2 separate regions of the Anas platyrhynchos genome follow, and region 1 is linked to region 2. The links are chromatin contacts, called in public Hi-C maps. All regions are on one chromosome and are shown on one strand. The core of a region is the stretch at or near the end of the contact, and the rest is flanking DNA. Distances in the headings are between cores, read along the strand shown. Region 1 overlaps UBE2H (ubiquitin conjugating enzyme E2 H). Region 2 overlaps NRF1 (nuclear respiratory factor 1).

Region 1 (5,277 bases), core at 51-2,550, 39 kb after region 2:
GAGCCGCGGCGCTGACGGCATTTCTTCCAGCCGGGGGAACAATTCGGGGCCGTAACCGGAGCCGGCACGGGGCAGGAGGAGAGGGCTCAGGTGTCCCCCATAGCCCTTGGGGTCACCTGTCTCCGTGCCCGCTCCGAGCCGCACGTCCCCGTCCCCACAGATAGGGATGGGGTCCTTTGGGTTCACCGATCCAGCCTGGAAAAGGGGATGGGGGAAGATTTGGGGTCCCCCTGGGAGCTGTGGGGTCCCAGCCACCCGTTGGGACACGGGGGTTAAATGTGGAGCAGGGGGGACATCCCGCTCGCCCCCCATGGGGGGGCTTTGGGAAGGCACCCAAAACCCCATGGAGATGGCACCTAAAACCCCATGAAGAAGGCACCCAAAGCCTCATGGAGAAGGCACCCAAGGCCCTATGGGGAAGGCACCCAAAACCCCATGGAGAAGGAACCCAAAGCCCTTTGGGGAAGAAACCCAAAACCCAATGGAGATGGCACCCAAACCCCCATGGAGATGGCACCCAAAACCCCATGAAGAAGGCACCCAAAGCCCCATGGGGAAGGCACCCAAAACCCCACGGAGATGGCACCCAGAGCCCTGTGGGAAAGGCACCCAAAACCCCATGGGAAAGACACCCAAAACCCCATGAAGAAGGAACCCAAAGCCCTTCCCTTTGGGGAAGAAACCCAAAATCTGATGGAGATGGCACCAAAAGCCCCATGAAGAAGGCACCCAAAGCCTCATGGAGATGGCACCCAAAACCCCACGGGGCAGGCACCCAGAGACTTTAAGGGCTGGCACCCAAAGCTCCATGGGGGAAAAACCCCAAAGCCCCATGGAGCCGGCACCCGGAGCCCCACAGAGAAGGCATCCAGAACCTTTCAGGGCTGGCACAAAAGCCCCATGAGATGGCTCCTGGGGGCACCAAGCAGCACCCACCCCTCTCTGCGTGTCCCCAAAGTCCCCAACCCCGGCCACGCCGTGCCCCAAACCCATTGAGCTCGGTGGGGTGGGAGGGGGACACGGAGGCGCACCAGTTGCGCGCGTACTGGGCAGAGTGGGAGGCTACTGGTGGGGCTCGGGGGCCACCTGCTGGGCAGAAGGGACAGCGCCACCCCCAGCTGGCCCTAAAAAAAAAACTGAATTGGGCAAAAAGAGGGGCGCAAAAAGCTGTGCCCCATGCCCTACTCCCTCCCCAAGGCTGGTGGTGGCCCCAGGACGGGGTGTCACCCCCCCCCAGCACCCAGTGTCACCCAAGGGTGCCAGGCTGGTTGCTGGCAGCAGGTGGCACCCTGCCACCAGCCAGGAGGGTGACATCCCTGTCCTGTCCCCCCAAAATGTCACCTGTGGGGACCCCAAATCCCATGGGCGTTAATTACCCTGCGCCCCAGTGCCCAGAATTGGGGTGCGCTCAAGACCTGGCACAGCCCAGCCCCATTTTTGGGTGTCCCCCCCCCATCAGACGGAGCTTTCAGGGTGCTGGGACTCCCCCAGCGCCCAAATCCATGGCACAAGCAGGTGACCAGGAGCAGGGGGGCTCTCCCAGTATCCCCAGTAAGGCACTGGGAGAGCCCCGAGCTCTGCTCCCAGCCCCAATTTGGCTGCAAAATCTCCAAAAAACAACATCAAATCCCCCAGGACACGGCAGGAGGAGCTGTGGGGGCTGAAGCAGGAGGCAGGCTCCGAGGTATAGACATTATTTTTTTATTTAAAAAAAAAAAAAAAAAGAAATAAAAGTTTACAGTTCTTTCATTATACACAACTCGGGGAGAGGTTATAGGCGGAGAGGAGGAGGCGGTGGGGCCGGGCGGCGACGTGCCCACTACATCACGACGCAAGGGGGGAAAAACAAAAAGGGGAAGGAACCCCCCCCCAAAAAAAAGGAAAAAAAGGAAAAAAAAAAAAAAAAGAAAAAAAAAAAGGAAAAAAAAAAAAAGGGAAAAAAAGGAAAAAAAAAGGAAAAAAAAAGGGAAAAAAAAAAGAAAATAAAGGAAAAAAAAAGGAAAAAAAAAGGAAAATAAAGGAAAAAAAGGAAAAAGGGGAAAAAAAAAGGAAAAAAAAAAGGAAAAAAAAGGGAAAAAAAAAGGGAAAAAAAAGGAAAAAAAAGGGGAAAAAAAAGGAAAAAAAGGGAAAAAAAGAAAGAAAACCAAACCCTTTGACTCGAATGAATTGCAAAACACCCCGATCTCTTCAAGTATCACACGGGCAGTAAGACCATGGCCAGTTCTCAAACACCCCTGCTTAAAGTGCCAGCGGGACTGGGACAGGTCAAAAAGAAGCAAAAAGAAGAGAAAACGGTCAAACACCTCCCGCCCTGCCCCGCCATCCCACCCCCATTGGGGTCTGCTCGTCCCAGCCAGGCTGTGGGGTCTCGGGATGGTCGCAAAGGGGCTTTGTGGGCTCCATCTGTGGGGTCAGACGTTTGGGGATTGGGATGGGGACCACGGCCTCGGTGCCACCAAGGGGTCCCCAAGGAGCTGGGTGGGGTGGTTGGTGCACCAAGAGGCGAGGCAGGTTTTGGGGTTGCATAAAAAAAACCCTAAAGAACAAAGGGGATATGGGTTTGGGGACCCAGGGACGAGCCTGGGGCTGAGGGGGGGCTGAGCAGCTCCCGTCCCCACAGCAGAGGGCAAGGTGGCAGCAATCTTGTTTTAATTATTCATGAAATAACCCAAAAAAAGCTCAAACTGACCCAAAGAAGAGCTGCAGGAGGGCTCCACCTTTTCCTTCCGGACCACGCAGAGGGTTTTATTTACAAACTACTTCTTTCGGGAGGAGGAGGAGGAAGACTCGGAAACCAAAAGGTGAAAAAATGACATAAAATGAAGGGAAAAAAACAAAAAAAAAATAAGAGTGGTGCAAGGAGGCCACAAGCAGGCGGCCCCGACCCTTTTCCAGCTCATCCCCTAAAAGCATCTTGCCCTAAAAGCATCGTGCAGCAAGGGCAGGGTGCCAGGGTGGTGATTTTGGGCACAGCTCAGCCCCGGTCAGGGGCATTTTCCAAGAAAAAAACAGCTCTAGAGCCCCCCATCCAGCATCCACGAGCCCTGCTGCGTCCTCACCCCGTTATTTTAGGGGCGCCTTCTTTAGGATCGCGCTCATCCCCTAAAAGGAGAGGGGAAGGGGCGAGCTCGATGCCTCGAATCTGACCTGGAAGGGGACAAGAAAAGGTTACCTGCAAAGGAAGGGGGAGGAGGTTAATCAGAACACTATTTTTTTTTTTTTTTTAATACAATATTGAAAAAATACAAATTTTTTATTGTGTTTTTTTTTTTTTTTTTCTCCTTTTTAAACCGAAATCACCACCCAGCACTCGCTCTACTCCTACGTAGCACCTAGAGGAGAGGTCACAGCACAAGCAGACGGCAGGGGTGGGCAGGGAAGCGAGGTAAAAACGGTGCCAGCCCCCCGTGCCCCCCCCTTTTCCCCAAAAAAATGAGAAAAAACAGCGTGCTAGATAAGAGTTAAGTACACCTTTACATGATAAATAGTTAAAAATTACCCTTCCAACAAGCCACAAATGCTAGATAGAGAACTTCAGCACAGTCACTAGCCACAGCCCTACATTACTGCTTCAAAACAGAAAAAAAAAATTAAAAAAAAGGGGTGCGGAGGGGAAAAGGGGAGGAAAACCCTTTAAAACCCTTTAAAACCCTTTGCTTCATGCCCGTAATTAACATAAAGGAAACTCTTTGTATATTTTTATTAAGGAAAATCATGCTAAAGCAAAATGGTACGAGGTTTTTTTCTTTTTTTTTCTTTTTCTCCGAAACGACGACGAAAAAAAATTGATTGTGCTTTATGAATGAGAGGATTGTAACCTTCCAACCCCGCTGACTCAAAGCTCGGTGGCGTTCCTAAAGGCAAAAAAAAAACAAAAAAAAAAACCCAACAACTTCTGGGAAAAGGAAAAACATCCCAAAATGACCCAAAAACTCCGCTCGAGGGTTGCGCAGGGTGGGTGGATTTTCCATGCACCGTCCTTGTAGGTTGCACCACAAACGAAAATAATCCTTGTCCAAACCCCTCAGAACCTCCCCCCCTACCCCAAAAAAAAATAAAATAAAATACAGCAGGTAACATTCAACGTCCCGACTGGAAATCCATCTCAGTCCAAACCTCCACGACACAGCTATCCGAGTTCAAGTAGACACCAGCAGCCCAGGTAGACATTTGCTATAGCGGGTTCTGGAGCATCGTTAACAAAAAAACCTCAGCTCGCTGAGAGACACCAGGAGAAATCAAAACGTTTCAGACAGAAGTGTCCTGAAAGGAAGAAAAAAAAGAAAAAACACAACCAAAAAAAAAAAAAAAACCAAACGAGCAGATTCACTTGCTTCCTCAATCGGTGCTTTTAGTCTTTTTTTTTTATTCATCTCAATTTTTTTTGTTTTTTTTTTTTTTTTCTAGATCATATTCTTTAACTTTCAGAAATTTTAATCCTGTTGTACACACACAAGCAGATGGCTACCAAGCTGGTGCAGAAGGGGGTGGGGGGGTGGGGTGGGGAAAAAAAAAAACAAAAAGGAGGAAAATAAAATCAGTGCCGATGGATTCGTGGACTACAGCCAACGGGGCCAATCTTCGTGGATCTGAAGCTCTCAGCAAGGCAAATCCATCTGGTCAGAGAACCCTCCTAGGGGACAGAGGTGTTGGCGAGGTGTTTAACCATACTTCAAGCAAGAGGAAAAGCAAAAACTTGAAGCCGTTAAAGGGCAGCAGTTCCCAAACCTAGGACAAAAGGAAGAGTTTGACTTCACCTGTGCTCCAGCTAAATCAAAGCACTGCTTAGAGAGCATTGTTTGTGTGGTTTTTGTTTGTTTTTTCCTCCCGAGAAGGGAACAGCTCGTAATCCAGACCAAGAAAAGTGAGCAACATCCAGATGAAGGCTTTCAAAAAAAGTCCCAAGAGCAACTCGACCAGTGGTTGTCAGTCCCTACAGTTCAGAAGGGCAGGCAGGAGTCCACGTATGAAAACGGACTGAAAATCCAAGTCAAAATGCTTAAGCTCCAAGGCTCTGAATAGCTCCATGCATTTGTGGTGGTTTTTTACTTACTCTTTTTTTTTCTTTTTTTTCTCTCCCTAAACGTGACTCCACACAAAATACGATCAGCAAGGTTGACCTGAAGGAGCACCTTTTATTCCACTGTCTGATCTACACGGTTAGTATATTATCCCCCAGATTATTTTTTTTTTTTTGTCACTTTTTGAGAAAAAAAAAAACGCTGTTCCACGTCAGCATCCAAGGTGGTGTCTTTGGAAACCATCGATCAGAAAAAG
Region 2 (4,904 bases), core at 717-3,216:
GCTCCTGTCCCTGTTCCCAAACAGAGACACGGCTCACGTGGCCACACAGAACCAGTGGTGGCCACGGGATGAAGTGACAGGAGGAAATGTGATGGGACTGCCTTTCTTTAATGGCATGAAATCTGTCTTAATCCATGGCATTAGGTGCTTCTGCATCCCCTGCTCTTACACCTGAAGCGTGGAAGATATAAATACAGTAATTCTTAAGCTGCCCCCTGAGGGAAGGATGTTTGTCAGACTGCTTTAGGGGATTCAGAGCAGAAGTTGCTGCTGCTCTATTCCCTTCTCCATGTGGGGCGGCAGCTTCTGGCAGCTCAGGACGTGGACTTTATTTTTGTTTTGCTTTTGTTTTCTTGTTTGCTTTTCAAATGAAAGCTTTTCAGTGAATTGGCCCAGCCTTCTGCTCCCCCAAGGCCCAGTAGAGCTGCCAAGCTGGCTGTTTGCTCACCTGCTAACAGACGTTTTCCTTTTGATAGTGTTCTCCTAGGTGCCCAGCACCTGAGATCCCATCGACTTTCTAGCACCTACAGGTTTAATTCTGCTTAGAAACAAGGCTGCACATCTCCCAGATTTTGCCTTTTTTTTTTTTAACACGACATCCACGGGGTGGGAGAAGCGTGTTGGTTCCACCTGTGCACCCTGCTCACACCTGGAAAAGGGAGTGGTATCCTGCAGCTGTTCTTTACAAGGCTAGGAAAATAGGGTCTGTGGTTAGAGGACAGCACAAGGGCTGTGCAAAGCTTGCTTCTGGGCCCCGTCCCCACTCTGGAAGCTGCTGCAGGCTGACACTGCTTCAACATGTTATTTTTTCCCCTTGGAGACAGCTCAGGATTTTCCATGAGCTCTGCCCACTACTATTATTCTCTGTAGATGCCATGCCTTGTAACCTGAGAGCGTTTGACTGTCGCTTTGTCTGAATGATATGGATGTTTCCCTGCAATAAAAAAACGTCTTCAGCTGCGTCTTTTTGGCTCCTGCAGGTTGGCACCGGTGCTACAGTTGCCACGCTGGCTGATGCCTCCGAGTTGCCTACCACGGTCACCGTCGCACAAGTCAATTACTCCGCAGTGACTGACGGAGAGGTAAGGGTTTTTGACAAAGAATTTGACAAATTTGTCACAGTTAAGTCACAAAAAAACACCAACCCTGCGGTGTTCATGGTTAAAATATACGAAACTATATGAAATTTCACATACAAAGTGCTGAGCTGTTGTTGTTTTGACTCAGGAGCACACAAACAATTATGGCAGAAGCCTCAGTGCTGAATTTCATCCGGTTTTAATGTCCTGTACATTAATTCTGGGAGATCTGCTCTAGCAGATAGAGACTTAACTGCACAAATCCACGTTTCTGTATTTGTTTGGGATAATTGTTTCACGTGTGCTCCAGATCCTGAGCTTTGCCACTTCAGGGTTGGGGGTGACACCTGGGGTATCCTGAGCCTGTGGTTAGCAGAGGACATTGCATGGCTGTGGGCAAATGGTGTGGTTCTTCAGCTACTGATCTCTGGACAAAATGGGACTGTTCTTCTGCAGCTTTTAGAGAGGTTTGCCAGTGAATACCGGAGAGAGCTTCATAAATGCACGTTATATTTGAGACAGCATGAGGTACTGCAGAGCACAGTACCGTGCCATGTACTGTGAAAGCTTCTTCCAGTGCTCTAAAACTGGGCAAAACTCCTTCAGTTGAGGACTCCACCAGACCACTTCAGCCCTCAAATCTGACCTCTCAAACTTGCACACGTTTATTTTTTCCGCTTCTTTTTTAAATCATGTTAATAAAAGTTTAAAGACCACGAGGAAACTTTTTTTTTTTTTTAACTTCTTTTTCCCCCACTAACTCCCCTGTAAATCCCTGAGGCTGCAGGCAGCTTTCTGCCCCTTTGCTGCGTGCCAGGCTGCCTGGCTGCAGATGGTCTGTGCAGGAGCAGTGGGGTCTGGTCAGCTCTGTGCAAGGGAGGCTTTCAGGGCGACAGGTGGCAGCACAGAACAGTGTTGTTCTGCACAAGACCCTGCTTCCAGCTGGGAAGCAAAGGGAAGCAGCCTGGCTGTGACCTTGAGGTACTTTGAGGATTTTCAGAACCCTCTTTAGATGTCTCTTGACACCTGGAAGAAAAATTTTCAGAGGAACAAACAGAAATTAAGGGAGCACAGGCACCTAATTCCTTCTGTAAATTAAATGTTTAAGAGATATTTAATGAAATAAAGATACTAAAGTTTTTTTTTCATTGGTGAATGGCTGGGATTGCTGTGTGCAGCTGATCCACAGCCTGCTGGCAGCATCTCTAAGGATGTTTCTGCCTTGCTGTCATCCTGCGTGGAGATGTGAGTTAGCTCTGAGTAAGCAGAGGTGTTTATAGGATGCAGAGCAACACGGAGCAGGGATGCTTGCTACGATCTCAGCAGCCCAACTTTTGTGTTGGTGCAGAGAAGGGCCCGGACAATTCCTCCTCCCTTTCCAGGCCTTACTCCTTCCCTGTTTTGGAACAGCCTAGGCATTTTGCAGGGTGCTCATTCATCTGACTGCTGAATACCTGTATTTGCAGAATATATGGATGTTCTCCTGCTGCGTGGTGCTGGGAAGGAAGGGAACCTTTCCCTGCTCAGGCTTGCTTTGCTTTGATTTCAGCATGGCTAGGGAGCAGCACAAACTCAGTCCAACTCTCTTGAGATCCCTCCCATCTGCGACTTCTTCCTCTCGAGGCACTCAGACTCGGTTCCTTCTTGCCTAAAAGACTTTGCCTTCTCTTAACTCGGCTTCTTTTCACCTTGTCTCAATGTCCTGTCGCTGCTTCCTCCCTGCTTTGGATCCTTTTGCCCAGGTTCAGCTGTGGGCACAGGAGAGTGAAGCAGTTGTGGATGGCCATTTTCATTTATTAAGTGCATTACTGCAGCAAAACAAGTTCCAGTTGTGAGCTTTAGGTGAGCTTGAGCCAAGTCCAGCACAAATAAATCCTAAATGGGAATATGGTTCCCCAAAATGATGGGATGGGCGCAGACAAATGGAAACAGGGAGGCACGTGCAGCCCTTTTCCCTGTGGGATGGTGATCTGTGCTGAGCTTCCAGCACCACAGCAGTGTGGCTGCTTTAAAAAGTGCCTGGCAGGCAGTGATCTGACTGCTGTCCCATTTTCTGCTGGGCATGGCTGAATAAAAGGGGTTTGTGGGAGTGTGAGGTGCTTCACAGATGTTTGGGGGGGCACCTTCCACGTGCACGAGAACTAAAATTCTTGCTTGAAGGTTGAACGTGTGCAGAATAGCAGCTGTTTTCCCTGTCAGAGTCTCTGGGAGAGAGTCAGAGTACATGCAAAGTTCTCCAAAGACTTCTTGAAACTATCTGATTTCCTCGTTTCATGGGACCTTTCTTCTTTTTCTTCCTCCGTAGGTGGAGCAGAACTGGGCAACGCTACAGGGGGGCGAGATGACCATCCAGACGACGCAGGCATCGGAGGCCACGCAGGCAGTGGCATCGTTAGCAGAAGCAGCAGTGGCAGCATCTCAGGAGATGCAGCAAGGAGCGACTGTTACCATGGCACTCAACAGGTACGGGAGAGAGGAGAAGGCTAGAAGGCTGCACGCGGGTGCTTTCTTCTAGGTTTTCACTCTGATAGTAAAAAGACACTCTCTGCAGTCCCACAGAGGCTTTTTCTTAGCAAATTCCTAGTTCAACGTGCGTACAGGAGACTGCAGGATAGTTTTCAGTTTCCACTGTAACAGTAGGAGCACCCTGACATGGAAATTTCCTGAAAGGGGAAACGCTAGGTGGTAACTGTACCCCCTGAATGGTTTGGGTTCAGCAAGGGTCCGGTTACAGGGCTGAGCTTGCTGATAAGAGCCCTAACGTGCTGATAGTGCCTTTTGGTACGCTGGTCTGTGTATCCTTCAGAATTAGTAACAGTTCCTTGCTAAAAGGCCAAATTTCACCAGTTGTGTGCTGCCTCGGTCACTCATCAGAAAACAGAACGTTGTGCTCAGTGTGCCAACAGGTAAAGGTGGTAAAGTTCAGTTCTCTGCAGGTCCGTGCAGCAGGAAGCAGTCCTTGCTCAGCTCGGGGGAGCTGTTTAAGCTTTGCTTCGTGTTCTTAAGATCTGCAAGTGGCTGGGGCACACTGTGACTGCATCCCGAGGGAGCAGGACAGGACGTGGCATCAGCCCCAGTAGCACAGGGGGTTTCACGCTGCTGAGGTGTGAAATCACAGAATCAATTCTGTGATTCTGAGGTGGGGGCAAAACATTTTCCTCATCCAATTCAGGATTCTGGACTAAAGGCTGTTAGAGTAAAGGCTGAGCAGCCACAGCCTGGGACAAGACACAAGCCCACAGCTCTGGTAGTCGGGGTAGAGCTCCAAAACCATGCTGTGCAGGGATCACAAATAAATAAAGCAGCCACCTTGATCCTGGGGTCCATCACCAGCTGGCTTCCAAATTGCTGTTGCAACTGAACTGCAAACACCCCTAGAACTGTTTCTGTTTGTGATCCAGATTCAAGTCCATCAGGTATGTTCTTTTCCACTACTATAGAAGGCTGATTGAGTAGGATTATTTTTATTAGTAGTTTCACTGTAAAATTGCCTTTTAAAACCAAGTGATTTGGACACTGTAAAAATAGATAAAGTAACTAGGCATGGAGTTAGAGGAAAAAAAAAAAGTCCAGTCTCCTGGAATCTGGCTTGCAGGATCTGTATCCTGCACGTTTCTAGTTGGTAGATTTTTTTTTCTCTGTACTTCCGAGAATTTTTTCCGAAACCAGTGTGCTTTCAGTTTAATTTTGTCCCATTGCTACTGGTTCTGGCTCTTAAGGTCACAATGAGCAGTTCTTTTTCCTGCATTTAAGAAGTTCTGGGCGACTTGCCCCCCAAACCTTCCATGTGGAACAGGTGCTCTCTTTTCTTTGCCACCAAACACT

Evidence for each region. A called contact is a pair of places that touch in the nucleus more often than the background predicts.
Region 1: a Hi-C map of skeletal muscle shows a contact between it and region 2, with 5 times the contacts expected there. The contact joins two enhancer-like sites. A contact is called at or near these places in 3 of 8 Hi-C or Micro-C datasets (liver, skeletal muscle and subcutaneous adipose tissue).

Annotation. Positions count from the first base shown.
Region 1 is chr1:1,527,686-1,532,962 of IASCAAS_PekinDuck_T2T, forward strand. It overlaps UBE2H (ubiquitin conjugating enzyme E2 H), which reads right to left. Exons shown (of 7, transcript XM_027461640.3): 7 at 3,687-5,277. Among named protein-coding and RNA genes, the nearest start is that of UBE2H, 43 kb to the right of the region's middle. Within about 2 kb of position 1,301, at least 1 of the 8 cell types and tissues checked has an H3K27ac peak or open chromatin away from gene starts, as enhancers often do.
Region 2 is chr1:1,488,400-1,493,303 of IASCAAS_PekinDuck_T2T, forward strand. It overlaps NRF1 (nuclear respiratory factor 1), which reads left to right. Exons shown (of 13, transcript XM_072038291.1): 8 at 981-1,082; 9 at 3,385-3,542. Among named protein-coding and RNA genes, the nearest start is that of NRF1, 27 kb to the left of the region's middle. Within about 2 kb of position 1,967, at least 2 of the 8 cell types and tissues checked have an H3K27ac peak or open chromatin away from gene starts, as enhancers often do.